Regions from separate parts of the Mus musculus genome. Here region 1 is linked to region 2. The links are chromatin contacts, called in public HiCAR-type maps. All regions are on one chromosome and are shown on one strand. Each heading gives the region's core, a stretch centred on a gene start, on an enhancer-like site or on the middle of the called end of the contact. The rest is flanking DNA. Distances are from core to core; before and after follow the strand shown.

What was found. HiCAR-type assays count read pairs that join an accessible place to other places.
Region 1: a HiCAR-type map of embryonic stem cells shows a contact between it and region 2, with 4 times the contacts expected there. The contact joins two enhancer-like sites. A contact is called at or near these places in 6 of 39 promoter capture datasets (the 3T3-L1 cell line, cranial neural crest, hematopoietic stem and progenitor cells and 2 more), 1 of 484 Hi-C or Micro-C datasets (bone marrow-derived macrophages), 6 of 115 datasets of contacts at active chromatin or transcription factors (bone marrow-derived macrophages, embryonic basal ganglia, embryonic stem cells and 1 more) and 3 of 9 other capture datasets (embryonic stem cells, liver and pancreatic islet).

Annotation. Positions count from the first base shown.
Region 1 is chr6:54,281,403-54,286,180 of GRCm38.p6, reverse strand. It overlaps Chn2 (chimerin 2), which reads right to left. Exons shown (of 13, transcript NM_001163640.1): 8 at 3-87. All of the region lies in intron 13 of 9130019P16Rik (RIKEN cDNA 9130019P16 gene), which reads left to right. Among named protein-coding and RNA genes, the nearest start is that of Gm15527, 29 kb to the right of the region's middle. Within about 2 kb of position 2,675, at least 35 of the 459 cell types and tissues checked have an H3K27ac peak or open chromatin away from gene starts, as enhancers often do. A contact at or near this core is called in bone marrow-derived macrophages and embryonic stem cells, where this site is marked.
Region 2 is chr6:53,799,827-53,804,275 of GRCm38.p6, reverse strand. No RefSeq gene overlaps it. Among named protein-coding and RNA genes, the nearest start is that of Tril, 19 kb to the left of the region's middle. Within about 2 kb of position 2,600, at least 84 of the 459 cell types and tissues checked have an H3K27ac peak or open chromatin away from gene starts, as enhancers often do. A contact at or near this core is called in bone marrow-derived macrophages and embryonic stem cells, where this site is marked.

The DNA of each region.
Region 1 (4,778 bases), core at 1,426-3,925, 480 kb before region 2:
ACCTGAACACCGGACTCCCTGGGCGATGAGCCCCCACATAAAATTGGCACAGTATTCACACCAGTGTGGGCCCCGGAATGTGTGCACCTGTGAGCCAAACAGAGAGTAAAGAAGGTTCAGTCACCTAGAGGCAAAACATGAAACAGACAGGAATCCCAGCAGCAACGCTCTGTCACTGGGCTCTTCCATCCAGTGAGGCAGAGTTGCAAACTGCCCTGGAAGAGATAGAGACAGGCTTTGATCTTTAAAGCTCTCCATGGATCTAGCATCCTCTGGGAAGAGCAGAAGGTAGGGGAACAATGAGATTACAGACATCCTCAGCTATGGGTGAGGCTCTCATCCCAAGGAGGCTCTGGGAGTGCAAACCCAAGATATCCTGAATTGGCTGCTAGGTTACTCCATCCTGCATTTAGCTCGGCAAGTTGTTTTGGGCAGAAGAAGTCAATTACTGTGTACACTTACTGAAGTTGCTCCATCTAGGTGTAGAATTTCTAGCCAGATATAAATAAGCCATGGTTAGGGGATAATTAAAAGGTTCCAAGGCATTGGGCCACTTCCAGGAAAAAAAATCATTTAAAAAAGTAAAGGAGTTGGCTAAAAACTCAGGCTCATGGACCCGTGGAGTGGCTTTCCCTAGGGACAGGAGCTAGAGTTAGCCAGCTCTGCCATAGCCTTCAGGTGAGCAAGTTAAAAGGTTCTCCTGGCTGGCCAGCGGCTCAGCCAGCTGTTAAATATTCCAAATGATACCAATGGTCTTATGTCAGATTACTCAGATGTGGGATCATGTATTAATCCAGGAATCAGCATGGTATCGCACAGCATAGCATAGCATAGCATAGCATAGCATAGCATAGCATAGCATAGCATAGCATAGCATAGCATAGCATAGCATAGCATAGCATAGCATGGAACAGCATAGCATAGCATAGCATAGCATGGAACAGCACAGCACAGCACAGCATAGCATGAAACAGCACAGCACAACACAGCACAGCACAACAGAAAGCAAAACTGTTCTCCAGCACTGAGGACGTTCGAAGGCAGAAGTAGGGGAGTCCTTGCTCTGGAGCCTGGCCAAGATGAGCCAAAACTCACCGTAGCGAGGAGGCCATGAATCTATGTGAGAAGGGGCTGGATTGGGTTGTTACAAAGCCTGTTCAAACTTTCTTTAAACTCCAATGAACAGGTAAGGTGAGACAGACAATATTATTTTTAACAAGCTAGGAGGCCAATGTACTAATTTCAAGGAACACTATTTTTAGTTAACAAACAAACAAACCAATGTAAAAAATACGATCCCAGTGTGGGAAGGTGAGTGTTTCCTGAGGAGAAGCTGCGGACCTGAGACTCCCGAAGAAGGAGAGGCTCATCAATTCAGGAGCAGCCCATCAATTCAGGAGCAGCCCATCAATTTCTTTGTTCATCTACACAGGCTGGCAACCATGTCTACAGAGTGGCAAGCCAAATCAGCCTTCCAATGGAACTCGAGGCTGAATGGCAAGAGGAAGAGAAGGCATGGCAATGAACGTGAAGGAGCGCCTATGGCCATGGAGCTGCGCAGTAAAACTACGCTATAATTGCCTTTCTGGTATGTTAGCTCATCCAGTTGCCCAGGACATTGTTCCTGTTCTGAAAAAAATGGTGACACTGGTCTCAAAAATAGCTTTCACCTAAATGGAGAAGTGCATTTATGGCCATACCACCCTGAATGTGCCGACCTCCTCTGTTCTTGGAAGCTAAATGGAGAAGTGTTCTGTTCGGGTATGAAACTACCCCCACGACAAAGCATTCCTGGCAGGAATGCAGAGAATCCATGAGGCACTTGCGTTTTCAGAGGCCACTGCCATGACTCATTTCTAGGCCTATGGACACAGAACTCCAGACTACAAGAACCGTTGAGGAAAATGAGCCACCGAGAGCTGAACACGTTTCTGAGTTCAACAACCATTAATGTTTTACTAGAAAAAGTGCAAAAGGAGCTAGTCAATTTTGGCAGGAAAATTGATTATTAATATACTGTTGAAAGCCAGGCGTGGTGGCGCATGCCTTTAATTCCAGCACTCGGGAGGCAGAGGCAGGCGGATTTCTGAGTTCGAGGCCAGCCTGGTCTTCAGAGTGAGTTCCAGGACAGCCAGGGCTATACAGAGAAACCCTGTCTCGAAAAACAACAACAACAATAACAACAACAACAACAAACAAAAATAACAAGTTTTTTTTTTAATATGCCTCAGTACAGGGGAACACCAGGGCCAAGAAGTGGGAGTGGGTGGATAGGTGAGTGGGGACGGGAGGGTATGGGGGACTTTTGGGATAGCATTTGAAATGTAAATGAAGATAATACCTAATTTAAAAAATCATCAAAAATACTGTTAAAGTTGCACTACAAGGCAAAAATTAATGTATAAGATACAAGAGAAATGGTATGACAGGGGGCTACAGCAGAAAGGTGGGGCTGCTCCTATAGCAAGAAAGGGGGAGGGGCACTTTCCTCCATGGTCCTGGAAGATTTAATGGGAGAAGAATAGGGCTTTGTAGGGGAAGGACAGGGAACAGTGGGGCAGAAGGAATTATGGCCGATGCTGTAGGAACAAAAGAGCTTGGTGTGACTAGGCAACTCAAGACTGACTAGAACAGAGAGGAGGAGAGGACAAGGGGAGACAGGAAAAGGAAAGCCACAGGGGGCACCTCACACTTCCTTTGTGATGTGGATTTGGAGTAGGCTCAACAAGGCACTCCCAAAGGGCTAGAAGTAGAGAAGTGATGCTTTCTAGAGATGATTTTGAACCTGTGTTGAGCATGGGTGAGAGGGTGTCTGTCTCCCATGGAGCAGGCTTGGGAACTACTTAAAAGTCTACTTGAGGAATGAGAGAGGCTCAAAGCAGAGTGCTGGCAGGAGAGATGGTAAGGGCCCACATTAGGCCTGTTTGCAAGATAGAATTTGTACAGTTTGTACATTACTAGATGTTGACTTAGGTACAAGGAGGGAGAATGTGTGTGAGTCTCGAGGGGGAGGGGGATGCCATTTGATGAGGTGGGGCAGATGCTCTTGTGGGGAGAAGTGTAGGCGTTGGCTTAGGCTAAAGATAATGCTCTGGTGCCAATCTGTTAGTTCAAGCAGGAAGTCACATGAAGCTGGTTGCTTAGAGGAGGAGTGGGGGCTGTAGAGATGCATGCGGCCATGCCTGAAAAATATAGGTGATGTTTTAAGTTGGACAAATAAATGGATTGAGAGGAATTAGGGGTAGAGAGCAGAAGGCAGGAAGCAAAAAGAGAGAGCTTGTTCCGGCCCTCCATTCCCCACTACTTAAAGATGACCAAGAGAATAAGGTCATTTCAGAAACCAGCAGGTAGAGACTGCCTCAGGGAAGGTGTGGGCTACCATGCTGAATATTGGTAAGATGCCCTATTAGGGAGGCACCTTGTCAGGAAAAGTCTCTTTGGAGATTGAACCCAGATTTAAGGGTTAAGTCTGAGCTGAAGAACAAGTGTAAAACCAAGAACCAGAGAGAAATATTGGAAAATCTGTGAAGGAGTTTGGCTAGCCAAGCCTGGTGGAGCTTGGCTAGTCAGGCCTGGTGGCTCAGGGGGACTGAAGAAGGAGAAGTGAAAGGTCAAAGTTCTCTGGGCAAGACCATCTCAAAAAACAAAAGAAAAGCTACTCCATCCAGTTAGTTCTGGCCACAAGTCCATGGGCACAGAGTCATCGCTGGAGTATGATAAATCTACCAGCGGCCACACCCTCAAAAAAGAGAGATTCTTCCATTTCCAATAGTTATCAACTGCCAGCAATTCCCTGGAAAGGGAATCTGATCACATTCCATTTTATGCATGTAATTTCTCAAAAAGAAAATTATAATAATAATTAAAAAAGCACAGTAAGAGCTAAAACATAAAAGGTGAACGAAGTCTTGGGATGTAGCTCAGTGGCAGTTTAGTGTGCGTGAGGTCTTAGTTTTTGTCCCCAGTACTACAGGAAGAAACTTGGCCATGATGTCACTCAGGGAAAGAGGACAGCACAGGGAGTTGGGGCCTCAAGAGACAATATTTTTAAAAGGTAGAAGTCACTGGGGCAAGTTGAAGTGTCAATAGTGATAATAGTGTCAATAGTGATAAATGTACAGCAGGGCAATGGATTGACATTAGTCACTGCAGATGGAGAATAGGGGCAAGTTGAACTGTCAATAGGTTTGGTACAAGTCATTGCAGATGCACAACAACACGGCAATGCACACAGAGGCATGAGGACTCCGAGGAGCTGTGAGAAGGTAGGGTATTGGGAATGGACAGATGCAATACTGAAAGAGAAGAATACATAAAACTTTCCAGGATCAGTAAAAGGCCCAGAAACATCAGATTAAGCAAAGTGAAATGAGTCCCAAGCAAAGTAAATAAAAAAACAATCTATCTCAACACAGATTACGGCAAAGCTGCTCAAACCTGAGACCTGAAGACAGAGCAATAACCAAGCCACTTACATGGAAAAGGATAGCAATTAGGGCGAAGACAGACTTTTTTCCTCAGTAAAAATGAGATGAGAGATCATAGTATAACTCCATCACATCGTGAGCCTAACTTTCATACCCACTTGATTATAGAGAAGGGTAAATTGATACTTTCTGATAGACAATGAGGATTTTCAAGCCTCATGGGAAGAGATAAAGGCTATGCTTCTATGCGGGGCAGGAACCAGAGGAAGGAGTTCCTGCCAGGCCAGGATGCAGTGGTGACTGAGAGGAAGAAAATGGGCCAGCCCCTCAGTTCTACCTGCATAAGACATC
Region 2 (4,449 bases), core at 1,351-3,850:
ACGTGGCAGCCAGTCTCAGTGGTCAGAGGAGTGTCATGCCTTTCTCGTTCAAGACTAACTTCCACCCCGACACAAATCCTTTGAGCACAATGGGCCTTTGACCGATTCTACTCAGGAAGAGATGCTTGTTGGTGGATATAGTGATAATGACAGTGAAGTTCAGTTGCTGGATCCCAGAGGATTGCTGGGAGTGATCATAAATTAGGGAACATGAGTTTTGGAGACTTGCAAAGCAAGTATAATGGGAGATGGAAATACAAGCAAACCAACCCTAAGCATTCATTTAGTTATAGATGCTACAGATTTCCCCACCAAAAATTACTTCACCAAATGACCTTTTGTTCTGGTCATAAAGGAATATGCCTGAGATGTAGCTGAGACATTTTAACTTAATTACATGATACTGTTGTGGCTCCCACAATACACCTGGCCTCTGGGCAATGGTACTTAGGGAGGAAGCAGGGCTGGTAGAGCCTCCCAAGGCCATGGCATGGATCCACTGGCACTCACAGATGCTCACTGCCTGTGGCCTTGGGTTGCCATCCACAGTGGAGACTTGAATAGGGTATAACATCAGAAGGTCTGGTTAACACTTAATCACGGTCACCCATCAGAGAAGGCGAGGCTCACATTGTCTCATTCGTTAGACTCAGCTTTCCTACCACCGGCTCTCATCTCACTCCTAGCATATCTACCAGGAACAGCTTCTGCCATTTGTGACTTCCACCCCTGAGTGACATACTAGAAAGCCAGTCTGGCTAGAGAGCTGCCGACTTTTGTCTAGGCTTGCAGATTTTGGTAACATTTCTTCCATAGTGTGTAATTCCAGTAGGAATAGCAGGAAAAAGACACCAAGGTAGCCCAGAGCTAGCTAGCCATAGACTCCAATCCATCCACAGACAGCTTGAATGTTAGGATGCTTCTATGCCCTTGGGAATAATAAGGTCAGGGAAACAACAGCACTGGCTAGGGAGTCAATCTTGATGAAAGTAGGGAAGGGCTAAGGCCACTAAGCTGCTACAGGAGAGCTAGGGCCTTACAGAAGGGCAGCCATTATTAGCCTCCTTCATGGTCTTTTCCTGTTTGTCAGAATCCCAGTATCCAAGCAGATGAATTAAAACTAGTGAATGAAGGAGCCACCAAAGAAGATGACTAAGGAACTGCTTTCTGAATTTGCTGGGAGGGGCGTTTTCCACATGTGGTGTGTGGTGTGTGGTGTGTGGTATGTGGTGTGTTGTGTGATTTTCCTGCGGCTTCAGAAAGACCACACCAGGTCAAACAGTTCCACATGAGGTTTATTGAGAGAGAGAAGGGCAAGGTGGCCTCGGAAAGAGAATGGGGAAAGAGAGAGAGAGAGAGAGAGAGATATGGAAGGGGGCTTTTTTTATATATGGATGGTGACATAGTCACAGGTAAAGATAGGAGGTGAGCCAAGTGGATTCTGGGAATATGGTGGCTCTTGCCTTGGCAACAGGTGTGTGGGTCGAACCTATGTGATGTCACGGGTTTCAGAGGTCCTGATACCAACAGTGTGTGGTCTTTGAGGGCCTCTATAGGCCCCATTTCTTGCTGTGAGAATTACCTCCTCTTTCAACACTTCGGGAAGAGCTGTAAGCCTAGATTCATGGGGCTGACTTCAGGACCACACCAGGATGTCAACTCCCTTTCTGAGGTGGGCATAGTGGAACCTCTTAGAGTTGAACAGCAGCAGCAGCTGCTGTGCTGGAGCTCAGGAGGGCGAGCACAGGGAGTTTGGGGCCACTCTGCTCAGCCATGCACCCAGAGCATTGGAGGTGGGATTCGGGGAGCAGAGACTGAGACTGAAGCAAGCCAGGGACTGCTGTAGTTCTGGGTGGCTCTACTTCTTGCTTCAAAGATTCCCCCTGGATCACCCCAGCAATTCCCAGTTTTCTTACTCAGCAGCTCCTTTTGTGATGTGTTCTCTTCCTTATTGTTTATCCGTTAGCATTAGTTCCTCCAGGATGAAGGGTTAAGAGCTGGCCTAGCAGTGAGTCACTGCAGAATGGCTAACATCTTCCAAAGAATGAGCCACAGTTTCTCTCTCTTTGGCCTTGACCTAGCTCCTGTGGTCAGCCCTTCCGTAAAGCCCCTCCTTCTTCTGTTGCAGCAGAGTGGCCTCAGTCCTTCCCTATTTCCATTTCGATTCACCCTCCCCAACCCCCACACCAGTGCCTTTTCCATGACCTTATTCCCAAGGCTTGGAAACATCCTAAGCTATTCACATTATTTCATCAGACCCAGGGTGCTGGCACGCGGTGACTCCCTGCTTCAGCACCAGCCAAGATTAGGGGTGGATGATCACATTACAATGAGACGGAACTCTCAGGACCCAGAACAGAGCATTTCACTGTCCCTCTGTTTCCTGTAAAACATAATTCTGGAAAGTATTCATATTTTGCCTTCACAGCTTCCTGCCCCTGGTAGAAAAGGGATTTCACCGAGCACCCCAGCAGTTACAGAGCCTGCACAGGGTGGCTGGTCAGAAAGTAGGGCACATAGAAAGGATCCAAGCCATTCAGGAGCCTGCACTGGGTAGCTAGCTAGAAATGGGGCCACCCAGAAAGGGTTTACACACACATCACAGTAGAGCTCGGGGTTGGGGGTGGGGGCTCTCTACAGGCAGTCAGTAGCTGTCTCTCAGTACAGCAGCCTGTGGAAATGCCAACTCTAACTTTTTTTTAACACAGGAAGGGCAAGGAAGTTGGCAACTGTTTTCAAATGGGCAAGCTAGTGTAGTCCCTTAAGAAAGGGAGAACTTGAGACTTTATTTCCTATACCTTTGGTCTCTGTCTTCCAAAGAGACCAAGGGTGTAGCTGATGTCAAGAACAATAGTCCCCATTGTCACCATTATCATTTACAGGAAATAGTCCAACTGACTGTGAGGTGTTTGGGTCAGCTAAACACAAAGCCGTAGGAGTCCTGCACTAGGTTTTTGGTGATACCGTCTTTGAGAATCTTGGGGTCTCTAGAACTCCATTACTTCATTACTCATTTTATAAATGTTACACCTCAATGATTAGACAGTTGGTGAGTGGTGACAGAACTGTGTAAATCCTGGTTCGCCAGGCTTCTACCTTGTCCCATCAGGATGAGATGGACTCAGTACCAGGTTCTGTGCAAAGATAATGAATCCGAGTCTCCTAAACACAGACACAGACATTCGACTCAGAAAGCTGGGAGCCCTGTTAGCTCTTCAACGCTGTTTGCTTGCTCAAATCCAGTAATTCTTAGTGAAGTCCATGCTAAGAAAATCTCTTAATTTTGGAATCACTTTAGACTTTCGTGTAAGGTTCAAAATCATATAGTGAGGTCTCATCTGCTTCTGCTCACTTGGTTCCTTCTAATGTTGGCATCTTATAAACTATGTACATTTTTCAAAATTACAAAAGTCAGTGACAAACTGCTATGAACTAAATCCCAGACTTTTCCATATTGCATCAGTGTTCCCTCCCAGGACCACACACTGTTTCAGACTGCAATCCACATCTGCTCCAGCCCTGCCCTGTACTAAGGCTGCAGCTATACTAAAAAATAGAATACTATATTCTATATTCTGTGCTCTACTAAAAAATAGAATACTATATTCTGTGCTCTACTAATATAGCAATGGCACTCTTGTACACATGCATAGCAAATAGTATGTACAAAAATGTTTATAGCAGTATTTTTCAGTGGAAACAAAAGAATAGAATACGTAAACACATTTTGGTATTTCTGTATGTTAATATATATATGTAGAGTATTTGAATTCTTTCTATCCCTGTTAGCTTCCAAGTGAATGAGACTCAGGCAATGATTTATTTGGCTTTGGCACAATTACTAGGGGAATTTCCCCTCATCTAGTTTTCTAGTGCTAGACTGTTAATTCCCCAGCTATGCTTGCCGAGGACTTGCAGTTTGGGTCTCCCCAGGTTATTTCTGTTCCATCAGCCTGTCCTCAGGGTCTGCTCCACTTCAGGTACATGCTCCTGGTCCATCACAGCTAATGAGGACCTTCTCTTCTCTGTCTCCCTCTCCTAGACGTCCTTCCCCTTTTCTTTCCTCTCCTCATGGTCCCTAGCCGGGTAACTGAAACTCCACCTACCTCCATTCTCCCCAGTAATTGACTGTAGCCACTTTTATTTAACCAGTAGCTTTAAGCTGAGAAGTCAGGCTTATACAACAAAGGCTAGCATGTGTGGAAATTTGCTCATCTGGAGGCAACCAGACCTTGGAAACCAGTATTTGGCATTTAAATACGTAGCAACACCAGACCAACCCCCATTATATACATAAATATTAATATACACATGTACCCATGCGATGGAATGCAATGCAATATTAATATACACGTACCCATGCGATGGAATGCTATACAGCAATGAGAAGGAGCAGATGCTGTGCCGCTCTGTGAGACACCGCCACTGTTCTGGCTAAGAGCAAGAACT